Linked DNA regions of Ovis canadensis: region 1 is linked to region 2. A link is a contact called in public Hi-C data. All regions are on one chromosome and are shown on one strand. The core of a region is the stretch at or near the end of the contact, and the rest is flanking DNA. Distances in the headings are between cores, read along the strand shown. Region 1 overlaps ARHGAP35 (Rho GTPase activating protein 35). Region 2 holds the start of ARHGAP35 (Rho GTPase activating protein 35).

The links. A called contact is a pair of places that touch in the nucleus more often than the background predicts.
Region 1: a Hi-C map of lung shows a contact between it and region 2, with 3 times the contacts expected there. The contact joins the enhancer-like site here to the promoter of ARHGAP35 in region 2. A contact is called at or near these places in 2 of 2 Hi-C or Micro-C datasets (fibroblasts and lung).

What each region holds. Positions count from the first base shown.
Region 1 is chr14:67,100,411-67,103,577 of ARS-UI_OviCan_v2, reverse strand. All of the region lies in intron 3 of ARHGAP35 (Rho GTPase activating protein 35), which reads right to left. Among named protein-coding and RNA genes, the nearest start is that of NPAS1, 39 kb to the left of the region's middle. Within about 2 kb of position 1,272, the one cell type or tissue checked has open chromatin away from gene starts, as enhancers often do. A contact at or near this core is called in fibroblasts, where this site is marked.
Region 2 is chr14:67,008,465-67,011,984 of ARS-UI_OviCan_v2, reverse strand. It overlaps ARHGAP35 (Rho GTPase activating protein 35), which reads right to left and starts at 1,870. Exons shown (of 7, transcript XM_069549271.1): 1 at 1,357-1,870. AP2S1 (adaptor related protein complex 2 subunit sigma 1) reads left to right here and starts at 1,943. Exons shown (of 6, transcript XM_069549273.1): 1 at 1,943-2,045.

The DNA.
Region 1 (3,167 bases), core at 23-2,522, 92 kb before region 2:
GGCTAAACCCTGCTCCCTCAGAGGTCTCCCCTGACCCCAAGACTAAGTCAGTTAGGAGAATAAAACTGCTTGTATTCATGCAACACACACACTGGGCCAGGCCATGCCCAGCATTTCACACACGTGGTCTCTGCGACCCTCACAGTGGCCCTGTGAGCTGCACCCTACCGTCACGCCCGCTCCCATCCGGCTCAGAGCCCAGGGCCAACCACTGCAGCTACTGCCGCACACTTTCCCTCTACAGCACTGGGCTCAACCTGAAGGTCACTCGGCAGCTGCGTGGCGGCTGAATGGCGGCCCCCTGAGGAGAGAGGGGGCATGTGCTTCAGTTACCCTTCTATGCTCCTGGACTTGGCACAGTAACTCGTGCCTGGAGAAGGCATTCGGTAACTATCCAAAGGAGGGAAGGAGGGAAGGAGGGAAACCTGCCTGATAATAAAAGCGCAGTTTCTCTGGCTGAAGAGAGGGAGGAATGGACTAAAGTTGTTTGCTCTCGACCAGCCCCGTGCTTCAAGGCATCCTGGCCAGGCCCTCCTTGCTCATAGAATACAGGAAAGAGAAACTCTGAGGCCTGGCCAGCACGGAGAAGTGCGGCACAAACCAGGACGCCCAGCTCCTGCCTTCCCTTGTGGACTGGTTCTCCCCTCTGCCACTCCCTAGAGAAGCTGAGGGGACCGAGTGAATTCCTGTGCTCTCCAGTGTAAGCCACCGGCTGTTCTAGGTGTGGTCTCCCCATCTGGGCGGCTCACTTTTACAGATCAGGTCAGTGGCATGGCTTTGGCTGAGACCCCCACAACAGGGCTGCGCATCCTCCTGGAAGCTAAACAGAAGCCCCCCGCCCCCCGCCACGCACACGCCCCGTGCCACGCACACCCATGCACCACTAGGGGAGCAGGGGGAGAGAGGTAGTGAGTGCTGCTCCCAGGGCCGCCCTCGGCACGGCCTGCTGGCACACACGCCTCGACTCGTCCCGCCGCCTCCTGGTGAGGGCAGAGGGGCCTGGCCACCGAGGTGCACCGCTGAGTGGAGGGAAAGGGCGGTGGGAACAGCCAGGCAAGGCAGGCCTGCTGGAACTGTCTCGGGGAGCTGGGCTTCCACCCAGATCATTTCTGTCTTGGATAGAAGGGCAGGACTAACTCTGTGAAACAGGCTTTGCTTCTCTTTGACTGCCTGGCTCCCCAGGCAGCTTGCCAGGGCACGCTGTTCCGATCAGGGCACTGGGTCCCGAGGAAATCCGCGAGCACTGCCGAGTCACAGCCACGTGAACTCTGCTTATCTGGAAGAGCCCAAAGTGGAGCTGACTGCCTGCCTTTATGGCGAGGAGGCATTTTTGGAATGCAAATGACTTGTGTTTAACTTTAAGCAAGGAGAAACCAGGAGGGTGGTGAGACACGGGCACATGGGGAACAGTCATGGTGAAAGCTTCGTCTTAGAACTATCTGGATAATGAGAAAGCATAACCAACAAACCTGGAGTTATTGGGGCAGGGGCGGGGTTGAGGAACACAGAACCCCCATAAAATCACAGCACATGCAACCACATACCTCATATTTTAGCACTTTATCATCAATTCAAAGCAGCATAAATATGGCAATTACTCACATAAAGCCTGTTGGTGTGTTCAAGCTGTAACTGCACCTATTAAACTGTTATAGTGATAGATGGGAGGATCTCTGCTGATATTAGCAGCCTTTTCTGCAAGGCAGAATTACAGAGATCCAGGCTGACTGCAGCGAACCAACTAGATTTAACAGCTCTAGACCCGCCAATTCTCTTCCACGAGAGCTGGAGAAAGTGTCTATGATAAATATCAAGGGAAATATGGAGGCTTTTTTAGGGCAGCTGTTTCCCAAGTGGGAAGAACTTGGTAAAATGTGAATCTGTCGGTCTGATGCTGTAAAGCTCACAGCTTTGCCCGCCCGAGCACAGACGGGCTGGAACATGGGTCCTTTCCACTGACAGCTCTAGGTGGCCTCTGCCCAGAGGCCTCCAGGGTTTCTGTTTCCTCTCTTCTGTGCGATGATCACTGTCCTCTAGGTCACGGGAGGAAAGCTGAGAGAGTAAGGTGCCCCAGGGAGACAGAGCAGAGTGCTCCCCACCCTGGTGAGAGGCGCTGGCCCGGGGCTGGGCTCCCCCTCCTGCTCCTTCCCAGCCTGAGGCCACTGGCCAGGCCAGCCCTCAGCGTCCACAGAGGGCAGAGGAAACCCCCTGGCAAAGTCTTAAACGCAGGAACCCTGTGGGGAGCCGAGGGCAGGGGCAGTGTGGCATAAAACGAAATGCAGCTTCCCTGGCGGCACAGTGGCTAAGAACCTGCCTGCCAGTGCAGGGGGCAGCTCAACTCCTGGTCCTGGAAGGCCCCACACGCTGCGGAGCAACTAAGCCCGAGCACCTAGAGCCTGCGCTCCACAACCGAGCGCTGCACAAAGAGCAGCCCTGCGCCGCGGCTGCAGAGAGCGGGGCAGAGAGCAGCAGGGGCCTGCGCAGCCCGAGGAGCCACGGGAGGCGCCTGCTCGGCCTCGTCCCCGGCTCCTGACACAGAGCTCCTAAAACCCTTGGAATTTCCTCTTCTGCGTCTTCTGCTATCCATAACAAGCCCCTTGTTACCTGAAACCTGAGTTTATAATAATGAGGTGACTTTTGAGGGGGGAACCTATATGGCTTCAGGATGGGGGCTAGTCACCAGAAAGACCAAACCTTGATTGTAAGAGTTAGAACTTTCAGCCCCACGCCCCACCTCCAGCAGGGTACAGGGGCTGGAGATTGAACTCAGTCACCAAAGGTCAATAAGGAATCAGTCATGCCTATGTAATGGAACCCCTACGTAAACCCCAAGCAGGGTTTGGAGAGCTTCCAGGCTGGTGAACACACCGAGGTGCTGGGTGGGTGGCATGCCCACGCACAACTCTCAAGGAAGCAATCTGCATCTTCATCTCACAGCCGCGGAAACGGAGACTCAGAGAAGTGAAGGAAGGCGCTCAGGGTCACACCTGCCCCGCGGCCCACAGGTGCCGCTTTGGCCCCTCTCTGTGCGAGGCTCTGTGCCAAAGGCCAGGGCTAAATAAAGACCATTTCCCAATTAGATCAAGCAACCTGGGAGTTCCCCAGCAGCTGTAGGAAACCGGCTCCAGTGAGAGTCTGGCCTTCAGTCCTGCTGTGTCCTGTTGGGG
Region 2 (3,520 bases), core at 621-3,120:
AAAACATTAGAGGGGATGGGGTGGAATTGAACAAGTGCCAAGAGCAGGTGTAAAAAGGATCTGGGGCAGGTCTGGGATGCAGAATGGGAAGGGAAGGGAGGTGATGGATCAGAGAGAAATTCCCAGTCTTTCAGTAAGGGCCCAAATAGAGAGGACATGCCTTGGAGAAACAGGCTGCAAGCAGGTCTTCAGCAAAGAAGAAATAAAGGGGAGACAGGGCAAAGGAAGCGGGAACAAATGAATGCAACGGCTCCAAAGAGGGCCAATAAGGAGGTGGGGGAGAGAAGAAACCTCAACCGAGGACTGCAGGGCGTCAGGCTGCGGCGAGGCTGAGTTAGGGAGAAAGGTCAGAGAACTGAACGGCAGGAACGAGAGAGCTGCAGGGTCGGAGAAGGGGGTGGAGGCTGCTTCAAGGAAAGCCAAGTCAGAAAGCAAGCAGGCTGGAGGGCACCGCAAGATCTTAGACTGGACGAGGGGCAGAGTGGGGAGGCAAAAGGGTCTGGAAGAGAGGCAAGGATCTGAATGGCAAAAAATGGAGTAAGATCGGAGGGGAGGAGGCGAGCATGGCGTGTTGGAGTCCAAGAGGGGGCAGGGGACTGCATCGAGATCGGCAGGGGTCAGAGTCCAGGGGTATCCCATGGGGAGCGGGGCCGGGAGGAGGCGGCAGGTTTTGTCAGTGGGCAGTAGGGCCCAAGAGGGACGTGGAATTAAGCCCAAGGAGAAGACCTGGGGGCAGTAGTGCCAAGATGAACAGGGTCTCGGATGAATCACCGAGGAGGTGGAACCGCAGGTCCTAGACGGACAGCTCCTGGGGGTGCAGCAGCGGAGGGGAACAGGACATAGGGGACGGACCCAGGGTGCTGAGAGCGGAATCGGAGGAGGCAGAAGGGTCACGAATCTGAACGTGGGGGTCCAGAATTCAGGGATGCGGGAGGGTACCAAGAGCACTGCAGAGTCTAGGGGTGGGGTGGGGGGGCGAAAGGCATTACTGAGGGGCGGAAGAGAGAAGGCGGAGGCGCAGAATTGGGAGCAGAGTGGCTGGAGTCGGGGGGTGGGGGGAAGCCGAGGCAGACACGGAGATCTCAATGGATTGGAGGGTGGGGGCAGACGCGGCGACAGCAGGGCTGCGGCGGGCAGGGGCAAGTCCGAAGGGCAGGCGGGCCCCGGCTGGCCGGGCCGCAGCGCGAGGCGGCGGGGCCGGCGGAGCCCGGGGGCTGGGGGGCCGCTCCCTCCCCTCCCCCTCCGGCTCCTCCATTGTTCGCGGGCTCCGGGCCCCGCCGTCCCCGCCTCCCCCTGGACCCCGCAGTGGGGCGGCGCCCGGCCTCGCCGCCCGGGCCCGCGAGCTCGCGCACTCACCAGCTGGGCGCCCTCAGCGCCGCCCTGGCCTTCGGGATCCCGGCAGCGGCGACGGCGGCCCCGGCGCCATGTTCTGCTGCTCCTCGTCCAGCGGCGGCTGAGGCGGCGGCGGCCGCGGCGGCTCCGGCGGCGGGGGGCCGGGCGGACCCTCCCTCGCGGGCTCCCTCCTCCGCCTCCTCCACCTCCTCCCGCCGCTCCGCGGCTCTCCCTCGGGGCGGGGGGGCGGGGAGGGGAAGGGGGGAGGGGCGGGAACCAGGGGGAGGGCGGACCAGCCTCTCTCGCTCGCTCCCTCCCTCCCTCCCTCGCAATGGCGGCGGCGGCGGCGCCTCCTTCCTGCGGCCGCCGCTCCCGCGCGCGCTCCCCCTCGCTACTGCGCGTGCGTGGCGCGGGGACCGTTGCAGGGGGATAACGGCCCCTGAAGCGCGCGCCGCGAGGGGATAACCGGCGCGTGGCGGGGAGAAGCGAGAGCGCGTGCGCGCCCGAGGGACTCACTGCCACCGCAGCAGCCGCGTCCAGGGAACCGGCGCGGAGGGCGCAGTGCGCGTGCGCTCTCTTCCCCCCGCCCCCCCCCCCCCCCGCAACACACACACACACAAAATGCCGCTACTGCGGTGGCTGCAGCGCCAGACAGAGCGCGAGGAGACCCGCGACTGAGCAGAGGACTGGAGTGGACAAGAGCGCGTGCGCGGGTAGGGCTGCCAGCCGCTGCGGCTACTCGCGCGAGGCGGAGGGAGTGGTCCTCGAGAGGCGCGCGCACCCTTGCGCGCACCAGAAGCAGCCAAAACCCTTCTCGCGCCGGCTCTTGGAGAAAGCGGGAGGGGAGAGGCATGGCCCGGCTTTGGGGGCGGGGGCGAAGGGAGCGATCCCGCTCGCGCGGGACCTGACCAGCCAATAAGAGGCAAGGGGAGGTGGGTTTGCCGCGCGAGCGCAGCCCCCGGGATAACGGAGGAGGAGAGAAGGAGCGACGTAACGTGGGGCGGTGAGGCGGGGCTGAGGAGGAGGGAGTGCACCCAGTGGGGAGTTGATTGGGGGACACGGGGAGGCGTGGCCCGCCCCAGCCCAATAGGAGCCTCGAAATTCGTCGTTCCGGAAGAAGGGGCGGGGCTGCGAAGCGCGTGCTCTTTTCCCTGGCAGCGAAGAAAATTTGCAGGCAACGCGCGCATTATTACAAATTGCTTTGGGTTCCGTGATCCCCAAATCTCGGGAGACGGGAGAGGGCCTGGTCCCGCATACATCCCTGGCCTCCAAGTCAACATTGTGCCAATGACTGCAAATCAAATGTCAGTTTGGGCGCCCAGAGGGGAAATAGTAGTGATGGGAAGGGGCACCGCTGTAACCCCTGAGTTCCTTCCTCTGAACTGAAGAGGGGTTCCTCTGGGAGCCCTCCGGAAGTACGGATCGTGGAAGATGAGTGTTCTGGGAACCCAGTCAATATTTAAGGAATGCATGAAGAAAAGCTATGTTTCTTATTGCATTTTTCGTTTCTTTGCTCAGTCTCTTCATCTTAAAAGTAGAATGACAATCTTATCTCTTAGTAAGATTTGTTGGGAGAATTGAATGAATTCTACTTGTGCTGAAAATCATGCCTTGCTCTATAAACATTGATAAAATTACATGCGGTCAAATTTTGTTTTTCGGTGGGGTGTTTTTTTTTTGGAGGTCATTGCTTTTTAAAAATTGAAGTATAGTTAATTTACAGTGTTGTGCTAGATGCGCTCAAATTTTAAAGCATCTCACTAAATAAAGATTTTCTGATTAGTGGAAGTTTGTTTTCTAGCATTGTGGGCGAAACAAATCCAGTGCCTGGGCCAGATTTTCTCTACATGTCACTGCAAGCCCTGATTTGTAAGCGATTTTGAAATCTATTACTTGAGAAAACCAGAAAAACCTGGGGAGAAGGGACATCGGATTCCCCTACCTCAAATTAATATGTGTTTATAACTCCAATGCAGTGTTCTAGGTCCTTTGAATATTGGGAAATTTTTGAACTGGCAGCACCTAGAGAAGAGAGAAGCCTGGGCTCACTCTGGATCCAGATGCCCCTCCTCCCTTCTTTTGGAGCCTATCAACTCTGCCTTATTCAAGTCTTGCTTGAGGTCACTTCCTCTGGGTGGCCTCCCAGATTTGACCTGACACCTCATACTTTATAAAAATGGGCACTTTA